Regions from separate parts of the Mus musculus genome. Here regions 1 and 3 are each linked to region 2. The links are chromatin contacts, called in public HiChIP or PLAC-seq maps. All regions are on one chromosome and are shown on one strand. Each heading gives the region's core, a stretch centred on a gene start, on an enhancer-like site or on the middle of the called end of the contact. The rest is flanking DNA. Distances are from core to core; before and after follow the strand shown.

The links. HiChIP or PLAC-seq counts read pairs in DNA pulled down with a chosen protein or histone mark.
Region 1: a contact with region 2 is called in a FOXA1 HiChIP or PLAC-seq map of pancreatic cancer cells. The contact joins two enhancer-like sites. A contact is called at or near these places in 3 of 115 datasets of contacts at active chromatin or transcription factors (bone marrow-derived macrophages, pancreatic cancer cells and stem cell-derived neural progenitor cells) and 2 of 9 other capture datasets (adipose tissue and liver).
Region 3: an HNF4G HiChIP or PLAC-seq map of pancreatic cancer cells shows a contact between it and region 2. The contact joins two enhancer-like sites. A contact is called at or near these places in 8 of 484 Hi-C or Micro-C datasets (the G1E-ER4 cell line, Sertoli cells, bone marrow-derived macrophages and 4 more) and 3 of 115 datasets of contacts at active chromatin or transcription factors (the HPC-7 cell line, cardiomyocytes and pancreatic cancer cells).

What each region holds. Positions count from the first base shown.
Region 1 is chr2:167,940,201-167,944,556 of GRCm38.p6, forward strand. The region is part of intron 1 of Ptpn1 (protein tyrosine phosphatase, non-receptor type 1); the gene reads left to right. Among named protein-coding and RNA genes, the nearest start is that of Ptpn1, 10 kb to the left of the region's middle. Within about 2 kb of position 2,746, at least 281 of the 459 cell types and tissues checked have an H3K27ac peak or open chromatin away from gene starts, as enhancers often do. A contact at or near this core is called in pancreatic cancer cells, where this site is marked.
Region 2 is chr2:167,729,415-167,733,693 of GRCm38.p6, forward strand. Gm38464 (a long non-coding RNA gene) reads left to right here. Exons shown (of 3, transcript XR_375268.2): 3 at 4,031-4,279. Among named protein-coding and RNA genes, the nearest start is that of Gm38464, 6.3 kb to the left of the region's middle. Within about 2 kb of position 1,902, at least 27 of the 459 cell types and tissues checked have an H3K27ac peak or open chromatin away from gene starts, as enhancers often do. A contact at or near this core is called in pancreatic cancer cells, where this site is marked.
Region 3 is chr2:167,864,955-167,868,991 of GRCm38.p6, forward strand. Gm32845 (a long non-coding RNA gene) reads left to right here. Exons shown (of 8, transcript XR_375289.3): 8 at 1,931-3,027. All of the region lies in intron 1 of Gm33033 (a long non-coding RNA gene), which reads right to left. Among named protein-coding and RNA genes, the nearest start is that of Gm32928, 6.1 kb to the right of the region's middle. Within about 2 kb of position 2,012, at least 68 of the 459 cell types and tissues checked have an H3K27ac peak or open chromatin away from gene starts, as enhancers often do. A contact at or near this core is called in pancreatic cancer cells, where this site is marked.

The DNA.
Region 1 (4,356 bases), core at 1,496-3,995, 210 kb after region 2:
AGTCATATTCCACCATACTTGACACATCTCAAGCCTCTTCTGACAATCTGTAGATTCTGAATGACTGGCAACAGGGCCATATCTCACAGGATGCCTTTCCCATTCTAAGCCTGAGTCTAACGCTCCTACGGCTTTGGCATAGGTCACACTGCAGACACTGTAGACAGGCCACTCTTGTGAGTGAGGGCTGCTCAGCTTTGTGTGTGATGGTTCACTTCCAAGTGCTCAGGATGCTGTTTAGTCTGTGACTGGAGCTTTCTGGACCCCAACACTCAACTAGCTAGCAACTGCTTTAAGACCTGAGCCCTGCAGTGTGTACCAGGAGTCAGCATTAGCTTGCTGGCTAAGTGATGGCTCTAGGTTTTCTCTGGGAAAAATACGCATGTTCGTGTTCTTTTCATCCACCTGCAAGTCCATGCCAGGAACGCCTGATGAGCCACCAGAGAAGGGGCTTTGGGGACCAAATGGTCTCATGTCCTTAACAACTCCTCTCTCTGCCCAGAGCTGCTTTTCTATATATGGAGACGCCTGGGCTATGGCTGTGGCTTTTGTGGCTGAGTGGCACTGCTTACAGAAAGGATGAACTGGGTTCCCAGAGTCATTCTGAAGATGCGTTGGTCGGTCAGAGAGAAGCTCCTTGCCACATCTCTGTCTCCAAGTAGTTGTACTGTGCTCTTTCGTCTTTTTCATTGGATCGTACGGTCACACCGTTTCCTTTGAGAAAGCATTACATTTGGTTGTTGTGTTGTGTGTTCACCACGTATGAAGTCAGAGGACACTGAATCAGTCGGTTCTCGCCTTCTACCTCGTAAGTCTTGGGGATGGAACCTGGGTCACCAGCTGGCAGGGGTGCTTTTGCTCACCAAGCCATCTCACCGCCTAGCACACCTCTTCCCAAGGAGGAGGCTTACTTAAAAATGACAGGGTTTCAGCCAGTAGCTTGTTTTTGTTCATTTTGAGCAGACTGGCCTCTTGAAAGACATGTGCTGCTGCAGAGGTACCTACAAGAAGGCACATGCCAGTGACTACCCCAAGTGACAGCTCTCTTCAGAGGTGTGCTACCTAAGGGCATCTCACATAGAGTCACTTCTGAGCACAGCTTCATCCAGTTGAAAAGTAAACAGACTGCACTGAGTGCATGGCAGTGACCCACCCCAAAGGAGCTGTTGGGGTCTTTTCCTCCAGTGTGGGTTGTGTCTGCTTTGCAGTCCCAGTAGGGTGTCTTTTACTCCCAATAGGATGAAAGCAAAATAGACCCTCCCTGAGCTAAATGTGTGTGACTGGCTTTGCACTTAAGGGGGACCTGGGAGAGAACGGCCAATGGTGATGGATGCTTTTTTCATCACACACACACACAAGTTGTGTGTGTCTGTGTCTGTGTGTGTCTCTGTGTCCGTTCTGTCTGGGTGTCTGGATACAGGTATACATATGTGTGTGCCGGCTCACATATAGGCCAGAAGAGGGCATAGGATTCCCTGCTGCCTGCGTTACAGATAGGAGTGAGCTGGCTTTGGGTCTGGGCACTACTGCAGTCTTGCAGGAGAGCAGCAGGTGCTCAGTGCTCCTGGGGTCTCTGCCAGGAGGGCATTTTCTTGTAGTGATTACTTTGGTTGTTGCTCTGCCTTTTGTGTTTCCTCTGTGATTGAGTGAGACCCCTGCTGGGATTGCTCTCCAGTGCCTGACTCCGACTCCTGCCACCTTGCAGGTGGGGTGGGGCTGTATGCCGCTGAGGAGGAAGCTATCCTCGTGGCAGCCCTAGTTTCAGCAGGTGGTTTAGCCTGATCTGAGTACCAGCAGGCGCACAGTTCTCCAGAACTAGAGAATCTGCTGTCTCTTGAAGCTGGGTTCCAAAGGGTTCTATGTCCCAATCATGTGCCTTCCTAGATTGCCATCTGTGCCAGGGTGTCCCTGACAAGACAACAGTGCCCGTGGGTCTGTAAAGGGCGCAGAGATAAGCCAGTCTGGAGACAGTTTCAGGGCACAGCATCGACTTTATTGCATGTGAGCAACTACTTACATAGTGGAAGCCTAATTGACTGTGATTTGAGTAAGTTACCTCAGATTAGATAGTGAGTGTTCATACCACCAGGGTCTCTGTGCATGTTAGAGCAGCTCTGGAGAGTGCAGTCTGGGCCACAGCCAGCTGCTGCTGCTCATGCTACTTCAGAATTGAGTGTTCTGACCTCATGAGAAATGCAGTGTGGGAGGCAGGCTGGCTGCCAGCTCATGCCTGCTCCGTCTCCTGTGTTTCTTTCTCTTGGGTAAATCCTAGCTGTGTCTGTGCCATGGACGGTTTGCTGCTTTCTGTTCCCAGCATAGGGAGCTGTCCACCTCTGCTCCTCTCTCTTGTTCTTCTCCCCGCCACTGAGACTGCTCAGCCGGTTTGAGTGACAGCATTGAAGCTGGCCAGGAGCAGATGGCAGATTCTGTTTTCTTGTTTCCTCCTTTGTAAACTTGAACCATCTCTCCTCACCCCAAATAAACCCATCACAAAATTAATCAAAAGCAGTTACACTGCAGAGGGAATCGCTGTGAGACGCCAAAGGTTAGCAAGCAAAGGCTTTTTGTGAAGGGCTGTTCTTCAGCCTTGCTCCACCCTTGTTGGCATTACCGTGGTCTTGCCAGTGACACTGTTGGAAGTTGTTGCCTTTGAAAGGTAGAGGTGCCTGGCTTTGGTAGAGAGGCCTCAGGAGGTAAGGGAGCGGGGCATTTCCCAGCCTCTGTTGCCATGCAGCTGGAGATGGGTGTGGGCCATCCTCCACAACTTCCTGTCTTCAGTGTGAGGGGGTGGCGGTTCTCTAACCACTGAAGAACTGTGTGGAACAGGCTGTTTATTTACTGGGCAAATGGGGCCCTAATGGCTGCCTTTGGCTAATCGCTACCCTTTGGCAGTGTCCATTCAGTGTCCGGGGCCCTTCTGGGCAGAGCTAAGCTTCCCTTCCAACGTTTGCAGACGCTCTTCACACTGGTGTTAGTGTAGACTGATCATAAAGGAAACGATGAGTGTGTTCGTGGTCTGTGCTAATTTTAGTCTTCTGTTCACAGCCCATTTTGTGTCCTTCACCATTAAGGCTCCGTTTCTAGAAAGACGCGTTTTGAATGTAGGGCACTGCCTGTGTTCTACCCTTGGCTCCATTTCAGGGGTGGCCTTCTCAGTGCTCTGAGGTAGTGACCAGAGCCTCCCAGGTAGGAGCCTGGGAGATTGTTTCCACACCCACTCCTTTGCTTAGTGACACTCTGCTGTCCCTGCAAGTCACTCTGCTTTGTCTGAAGTGTGGGCTCTCGGCAAGGCTGTCAAGGTCATTGTGCAGTGTGCCACACACAGGCTCTGCTGGCTGCCTGAGACGCCTGCCTTAGCATATGGGCACTGTTCATCTTGGCTTCTGGTTACTCTTAGCAGGACTCTGCATGTCAAAGCTTTAGTCTCAGTCTGCATGGCTGCCCTTCATTGTCCACTCTGAGCAGCTACTTCCCAAGGATGGAAGATACCGGGGTCAGAGTCTTCATTACCTGGCTGCTCGTGGGTCTTTAAGGAGTTGCATAGGGTCCAGTCTGTGACATGTGGAGTGAAAAGAACTGGCTTGACGGCACAACCTGCATCTGATGCCCTCAACTCCTTAATCCCTGGAAGAGCTAGAAGGGGGCTGGCATTCCTGGGAGAATGGAAGGAAGCTTTGTGTCTGTGTTGGGCTTCACTGTGGCTTTGTTGTGATCCTGCTCAGCTACAAGGGGACACAAACTTTAAATTTTTGTAATACCCCAGTTAAAACTTTAAGAACCTCTGTTCATCTTTAGAAATAGAAAATGCCCTTTGAGGTTGTAAATGAGATGTATAATTTACCAAGTGTGAAGTTGCTTTTGAGAGTCTTGTCTAAAGTGGGTACTGTTGGTTGGGTTTTGCCATCAGGCCCCAGCTTTGGTCTGCCACACTCTGCTTGTTCAACATAGTACCCCCTGTCTTGAGTTAGGTTTGTGCTCAAGTTCTGTGCAGTACCTTCATACCCCTGGGGTCCTCTGAGTGGTAGCCCAATGGTAGGTCTATGATAGGGAGTGTTTGCAGAAGACAGTTGGGTCATAGAGCCTCAGTGTTTTTCACCAGCTCCCCAGTGACTTCAGTCCACCTTCCCAGCTACTGCTGGTGTGGCCACTGCCTGAGCTCACATGTACACAGCTTCCCTGGGTCATCAGGGTGATTGGATTGTAGACTTGACCTTTGCCTGGCTTTGTAACCTCCTACCTAGATGTCACAAATGGACCCCCCACCGTCATTTGCTTTGTCTGTGTGCACTGTGTAAGACTGTTGATGAACTGGGAGGAAGCACCACACAGCTTAGAACCTGGGTCCTGCTGTGAGAC
Region 2 (4,279 bases), core at 652-3,151:
ATTAAAATGTCAGCTAGAGAGAGGCTACAGAGAAGGGAGTGGCCTGTGGTGCCAGGGAGAACAGAAGAAGGGCTTTCTAGCAGGAGGCACAGATCAGGACGGCTTCTCAGCCTGGGGGCAGGACCCTGGCCAGTGCCTGCTGCTCGGTTTTGGGTCTGGTCACAGTTGGGAGTCCATCCGAGGTCTAGAAGCAGGGTCTGTGGTCCAGCTCTCTGGCTGGCACTCAGACCCAGTTCATGGGGATCCTGGAGTGAATGGGTATGAGCAGCCCTGGCCCTGGAGAAACGGATCCCGGTGTGTCCCTGTGGGTCCTAGCTGGGACTTTCAAATTCTACTGACTGTGAATCCATAATTTCCTGGCAGTCAGGAAAAGAGAAGTTCAGAGAGGTGGAGTGACTTGTCCAAGGTCACACAGCAAGTGAGGGGCAGAGTTAGGATGCAAAAACAGACCTTGAGTTAGACTCATACGCACTCTACACTCCTATCCTCATTCTCTCTCTCTCTCTCTCTCTCTCTCTCTCACACACACACACACACACACACACACACACACACACACGCACACATCAGGAAAGGGACAGAGAGTCCTTGGCTCAGGAACTTGGACTCCTGGCTCAGGATACAGGGAATGAAAGGAACCCGTGGGCCATCATGGTTCTCCTCAATGCTTCAGACATAGCCAGGCTCCCTGCTTGCCCCTCTCTCTCTCTCTCTCTGTCTCTCTCTCTCTCTCTCTCTCTCTCTCTCTCTCTCGACGATAATAGAAGGTTCAGGTGTCAGGCTTCCCAGCACCTTAGGGAGACTGGTTGAGCAGGTCTGGGGGAGGGAATGCTCTGAGAGAAGATATTATTATCAATCACTCTGCACCCAGACCTTGAGCTGGGCTGGCTTTGGCATCGGGGCTGGGGGTGCTCTTCCTAAGGACCTGGCTCAGGGCAGATGAGCCTGGGACCAGCTGCAGCCTCCCTAAGGCCTGCGTGGGCCGGGGGTGGTGGTGGTGGTGGTGGTGACGGGGTACAAGTCTTCCCTAGCTGAGCTGAGACACACCCAGCCTCCCACCTGCCCTGCTCCCGGGAAGGAGGGACCCGCCAATGACAGGAGGAAGCAATAGAGCCTCTGTCCTCACGCTCTGTCACACCCACATAGGACCCAGAAGAGTCTGGCACTGCTGTTTGCAGTTGGGGAAATTGAGGCACAGAGGGTCAGGCTGAGGTTTGAACCCACAGGTCTGAAGGTAACCGGATACTCCTCCTGGCCTGTGTCCTGGCCTCCTACCTGATGTTTTTATTGCTAGTGGCTCCTGAGACCTCCAGCTGGGAAAGCGGGCTTCTTCCATGTTGTCTGCATCCCTCCTGCCTTGCCCAGACCCTCAGCTGCTCAGGAGCCTCAAATCTATTATCCTCATCTGTGGAATGAGAGTAGAGAGTCCCTTCCTCCAGGGCCCGAGGTAGTAAGGGGACCTTGCCGTGGCTGCTCCACCTCCCTCCTAGAACTTTCTGAGCCTAATTTTTCTCCAGCATCTCCTCTTTGCTTCTGTTTCGAGGTTTGACTGACAGCTCCAGCTAGGCATTGCTGTACTAAGCCTGAGGGCCTCTGTGGTACCCTGGCTGGGCCGCGGGGGGCATCCATGGAAAAGCAGCTTAATAGAGACCAGGAAGGGTGGGGCTCAGTTTTGGACAGAAAGTGGAGTTCTGAGGGCCCAAAAGCCCACCTGGAGCTGGCTGCCCCCATCCCATGATAGTGAGGCCAGGCCCCTCCGGGCACCCTCCTCCCTACCTGCTCTGGTGATGGGCTGATAAGACCCCACCTGGGAGGAGGCGGTGGCTGTAATTACAGGCCTCTATGCGGCTCAGGCAGGCGGGTCATGAGGTGGGAGTGACTCATGAGATTACTCTATGGGCAGGGCGGGGGCGGGGGCGGCAGGTCCTCCCCTCACCCTCTGGCCAGAGATGGGCCTGGGCACCCCAGGAACGGCCAGCTTTGGTGTCACTCCGGAGCGTGTGCCAGGTCTGTGCTGTTTGACACCTGCCCGGCTTGGCGTTGATGTGAATGTGGGACCAGCTGGGTTTTCCCCTTTCTCAGTCCCAGCCGTCAGCTTCTGGGAAGGAGAGCTCTGAGGTCTGGGTCTGTAGATGGCAATGTCTGGACCTGCAGAGCCACAGATCCTAGGCCTTGAAAGTTTGCTGAGCCAGGGCCCTACTGCCAGGAACCCCAGATTATGAGACCTACAACCCAAAAGGCAGAACCTTCCGAACCAAATGCTCAGGTGTTTCCAGACCCTAGATCAAGGGTTCTAGGACACACAGGTCTGTAGAGCTATACATCCAGTCTCATGGAGTCTCTAGCTATTGTTCCAGGGTGTGGGAGATGGCTCAGTGGGTAAAATGCTTGCCAGGCAGGCCCAAGGACCTAAATTTGAATCCCTAGAACCCATGTCAAAGCCATGTGTGGTGAGAATACCTACAGTTCCTGTGTTCCTACAGGAGAACCCTGGAAGCTGGTGGGCAGCTAGCCTGGGCTAAGCAGCTAGCCTGGGCTAAGCAGCTGGGAATAACAAGGTGGAAGAAAGGACCTATATTGAGGTTGTTCACATGTATGCATGCATGCATGCACACAGGCATGTGCACACACCCATATACACACACATGTACACACATACATATACATGTGGACACACATACATGTACACATAGACACACAGATAGATATTCGCGCACACATATACACATACTTATATACATGCATGCACATGCTCTCTCTCTCTCTCTCTCACACACACACACACACACACACACACATGTGCATACACACACTCCGTTAGAATTCTACCTCTGCTCAGTCGGGTTTAGAAATGTCATCACGGCAGCTGGCCCTGCTCCCAGGTGGATCAGAAAATAGAAGACAGGAAACTTAAAGTCTCATGCCCACCTCCAGCTCCTCAGGAGCCAGGCAGGCAGGCTGCGCGCTTTCGCTGGGACAGAGGGGTGAGGTGTGCTTTCTGTTGACTGTCTGTGGGTGGAGAATTTATCAGGGTATGCTGTTGGGAACAGGCAAAAACCAAAACCTAGTGGGGACATCACTTAGTGGAGATATCACTGTGATGTGGGCATCTTGTGCAAGCACCGCTCCACCTCGCTGTGACTGCCATGGCTCCGCAGAGTGGCCGAGTCGCATTTGCTGGTAGTTTTTCTTTTACAGGCCATTGTGAGTGGCTCTTAGGCCATTCTCTGCACATTCCGGAGAGCACCTTGCTGGCTCCTTGAAGCAAGCCTAGGGGGTGGGTGCTGCTATGCTGTGCTTTTCCCAAAAAGGAAACTGAGGCACAGGGAGATGGAACCTCTGTAGGGTGCCAGGTGCCATGCTGGGTTCTGGGGCCGCAGGAGGAAACAGGACAGACATTGTTCTGGCTGCCTGAGGCCTTGGCAGGGAGACAAATAACTAGCAAGGCTTGTCACAGGGCGGCGGGTGACAGAAGGTAGTCGCTGGGTGAGAGGCAGACGAGAGCTCTAAGGTGAGCGATGAGGGGGTCTTGCTGAGGGCTCACAAAGATTAGACATGCCTGCCACTCGCCTGGGCTGTGTCCTTTGCCCACGTGACTGTTCCTGTGTCTGATGCCAGGTTCCCACTCACGATGAGGACCTGGCCGGTCAGGTTCTCCTCTGCAGATGGGTGGTGGACTGGGGTCCTCCCTAGTCCTCTGGGACACCATCTTGCTTCTGTCGGCTCTTTCTTCTCACCTCCCAGAGTACGCCTCGCCTCTCGTATGGAAGGTATTCATTTGACAGGCGTGAGGCACTGGGTTGTATTCTCACCAACCAATCCCTTGAGTGGGAGGCACAATTATCTCCCTGAAGAGAGATGGAGGCCCAGAGAGGTTAAGAGGCTTGCCTGGGGACACACAGCCTGCTGGTGTGCAAGGAGCTACCTTGCTCAGGACTGACCGGTTTAGCTGCCCTGCTCACTTGGGGGACTGTGGAGCTGGGGCCCTGGAGGAACCTCACACCTGCTCCTGATTATTGCCCTTGGCTAGGTTGGTGATGTCCTGCTTGCCGCCTGGGATGCTGGGAAGAGGAAGGGCCTGGGCTCCTGCCTTCAGCGGACACCTGTGTCTTGGGCCCCTAGGCCCCTGTACAGATGGGAAACCTGACTCAGCTGAGTTAGCCTGATACGCAGGTGTGGAGACGGCCCAGGAACACCACATGCTCAGAAACAGGCTCAGAGGCAGCAGCACACAGCTCTGTGAGTCTTGGAGGACACTGCCTGGTTGTGCCAGCTTCAG
Region 3 (4,037 bases), core at 762-3,261, 140 kb after region 2:
CCATAGCCAAGTGGGTTTAGTGAGAGTCGCTATCTCAAAAACTAAGGTGGAGAAAGATAGAGGAACACACCCACATGTGGACCTTTGACCTCCACATGCACATACACGTGCACACACATGCCCCTGCGAACACACACACACACACACACACACACACACACACACACACACATGCACACACAGAATAATCCATGAAAAACAAGACAATTCCCTTTCCCTCTTTCCTCATAGTCCTTGCTGATTGTCACCCAGTGGGCTGAACCTCATGTCACACTAGAGGTCCTGCGTCTGAACACCTGTGGAGCTGTCAACATTATAGGACATTATAGGATACAGAGCCAGCTGCTACAGAGACTGAGAGAGGATCAGAAGTTAAAGGCTAGCCTGGTCAACTAACGAGACCCAATCTTAAAAGGGGGGACAAAAGAACCCTCATGTGGTAGATAATGGGGTGGGAGCATCAGGGGTAGGAGGTCTGGGAGGACACTCTGGCCAGGATGAAGCTGGGAAGCTAGGTCCTGGGAGGGGGGACACTTTGGTTGTAGAGGGCTTGTCTAGCAGTCACAAGGCCCAAGGTACAGCCACTAGTAAAGGTAAGGAGAGAAAGAGAGAGAGAGAGAGAGAGAGAGAGAGAGAGAGAGAGAGAGAACTAGAAAGGAGGGGAGAGCCAAGCAGGGGAGGAGAAGAAGAAGGAGACAGGATACAGCTGGATTTGACTTACAGATTAACAAGAAATGACTTCTTTGTCTATGTGCCCAAACAATGCTTGTGACTGACTCAGCCTGTTTTCTCTGGGGATCTGGTCCTGCATAGACAGAGACACACTAGAGCGTGTAAGTCTATGCTCAGCAACTCATCTAGGGGTGCTGCGTGCAAATCCCTCAGGAACCAGCCCTGGAGTCCAGGTCTTCCATACCAGCTGCATCACCAGGGCTAGCGAACAGTCTTCTCTGGGCTTCACACTTAGATGTCCATCTTAGATAGTGACAAGTGGCAGACTTGGGGAGCTCTGGGCAGAGCCTGGAGCTGTGTGTCTGATGAAGGGAAGAGCTTGCCAGTCATCTCCTGCGACCTGGCTCTAGCCAGTGAGACCACAAGAAGCCCTTCTGGGATTCATACTCTGAGAAGACCATGTCTCTTAAGGGCCAGGCAGTACTGTCCCCAATCTTCATTTTTGCCTTAGGCATCATAAGAATGTAGTGTTAGAATCTAGTGTGAGAGTCCAGCCTGGACACACCTGCAGTGGCTCCTCCCATTTCACAGACACCCACTGAGGCACTGTCTGGGAGTCAGTCCCTAGCCAGCAGACACCCCAGGGCCAGGACTTCCACCTGGGAAGTGAGTTTACATCAAGGGTATTGGTGTCCACGCATGAACTTGCACCCCATCCCTTGCCTCCTGTCTAGGAATCAGAGAACCTGGCTGTGGGCTTGTGCCAGATACAGAAATTTGACTGTCTCCCAGCAACCATGGTGGGGAATGGCACATCCACATCTGACCATTGCAAAATATTAAAGCAAATCCACCCTGGGCCCAATGTCATGGGCCATCCAGGATGACACTGCCTCCCTGGGGGACACTTGGTAGTGATGGAGTGTTCACTGACGGCCCTATTTAGGAAAGGACACCAGGACAAATATGCCTCTTCCTGTGCCCAGAACAGCGGAGAAAGATCGGGCCCAGCCTGCCAACAGGGTTGTGTCTGGCAGTGTCTGTGACCCTAGGGAGGCAGGGAGTCTGCTGGGCTCTAGGAGAAGTGTGACCCCCCCACCCATGCTAGGAAGTCTTTTACTTGCCCTCTGTCCCCTCAGCCACGTTTCCATCTGGGGACCGCCTACCTTGCCCATCTCTGAAGTAAACAGCCACATCCGCCCATCCCAAGGTGGTATAGGACACACTTCCAGGATGTCATACTCTGTCTGTCCCCCAGCCAGGCCCGTTTCCATGTGGTGGGTGCATTGCACAGTACCATCCGCCCCCAGGCGGTTCCAGCTGGAAGCCAGACAGGCCTTTTGCTCCTGGAATGCGGGACCCACGCCAAGCTGTGGAGAGGGCCGGCTGATAACGGAGTGCTGACCACTGCAGACTGCTTCCTAGAGAAATGCCTTCACCTCTTCTGCCCAAGTTCCCAGGATGTGGCAAGCCCCAAGATTCCTGGGTCAGTGGGGCAAATTTCCAGAATCTTCCATCCCAGCCTCACATATTCCCAAGAAAGTGTAACAAAAGCTTCCTGGCTGGGGAGTTCTGGGAGTCGATTAAAAAATGCAAGAGGGTATGCTGGCCACACTAAAGTGCTCTTTCTCTCTGGGTCCTCTTCTTGAGGGAAAATTGTTTGTTTACCCAGGGATGGTTATGCCCGCAGCCGTGGCTGCTCTATCCCTCCACCCACCAGCCCTGTGCCAGCACCTCATGGCCGTCAGTCACCAGCACATCTGTCTCTTTGCTCTGAGGGCCACACAAGACACACAGGAAGTGACTGAGCATCTGTGCCTTCAACAGCCATCTTCCTCACATTAATGAGCTGGGCAGGAGCTCACTACATCTCTCTGTCCCTCTTCCCGATATGACCACACTGAATAAGGCTCTTTTTCTATTTTCTACTTTAAAACTGGCTGAGACCGGTGGCTGAACCTAAGTTGAGGCAAAGGTTGTGAGCCCCAAGTTCGGTAATACCTAGGGGTTTGATGGAGCCTGGGTCTGTCCCATCCAGTCCCTGCTGCCTGGTGAGAATGTCTTGGAGGTTGTTTTGTGTTGTGTACGGGGACCAGGAACTCTCTGTGGGATTCAGTGGCCACTGGGCAGTGCCAGCTCTAGAATGGCCCTGCGAGGGCTGCCTTCCCCCATTAGCCTCGTGTCCCCATCCTTAACTTTCTGGTGACAGCCTCAGTCCCAGGTTGAGACCCAGGATTTTGTAGGTCAGATAGATGTGGCTGTCCCCACCCCATCCCCAAATGCCCAGGACTCAGAAGTTGGACAACACCAGACTTCAGGGAGACACTGGGCCCTGTGTTGAAGCCTCTACACCGCCCTGCCCTCTGTTCTCAAGAATCTACATCAGCGGTTCTCAACCTTCCTAATGCCGCGACCCTTTAACACAGTTCCTCATGTGGTGGTGACCCCCCACCATAACATTATTCTTGTTGCTACTTCATAACTGTAATTTTGCTACTGGTATGAATCATAAAGCAAATACCTGTATTTTTTTGATGGTCTTAGATGGCCCTTGTGAAGGAATCATTCACCTTTCAAAAGGGTCCCGGGACCACAGGACAAGAGCCACCCCCCTTATATGAGCTGTCTCCTGAGCTCCAGACCCCACTCACAGCTTCCCCAGGGCTTTGTGTTTCCTCCTCCAATCTGCTACCCAGGGCCCTGTGTGTTCAGACATCTCCCTGGGTGCCTGTTGCCCATCCCCGGCTGGGCATTCCCTCACTGTCCTTCCCCTGTGTGCATTGAATAGCACAAATCAGTAGGAAGCCAACGTGCTGCTGAACGATCTTGGGCTAAGAGCTAGGGTAGGGGGATGAGCTATTACTTTCGAACCCTGAACAAAACCTAGAGCAATCCCGGCTTCTATGGGCGTGTTGGAAAGTCCATGACATGTCTAAGCAGTAGGAAAGACTAGGGGCTGATTAGGACGCCTTGCTGGGACCCAGCTGTGCCTTGGTACTCAGGGAAGCCTTCCCTGAGGAGGTTATGCTGCAGCTGACGTATGAGAAGAGATGGAGAGAGATGGGAAGAAGAGATGGGAGACGAGGGACCTCGCGTGCCAGTACCAGAGGGGTTTCGAGAGGATGCAGCAGGGGGTGAAGGGGGGCAAGCCAGTCTGACCCCAGGCGCTCCTCACTCATTTTGGACCTACTGTGTGCTGGGCTCACAGGCAGCTTGCTGTCCCATGGAGCCCCAGCTAGAGGGTAGGACAGTTGCCAAGCAGAGAGGGAACAGATGTTGATGCCCAAAGACTGACAAGCATCAGCATATCTCTGCCGACTGGAACTGCACACAGCTGGCTCCCCAAGAACCGAGGTAAATGCTGT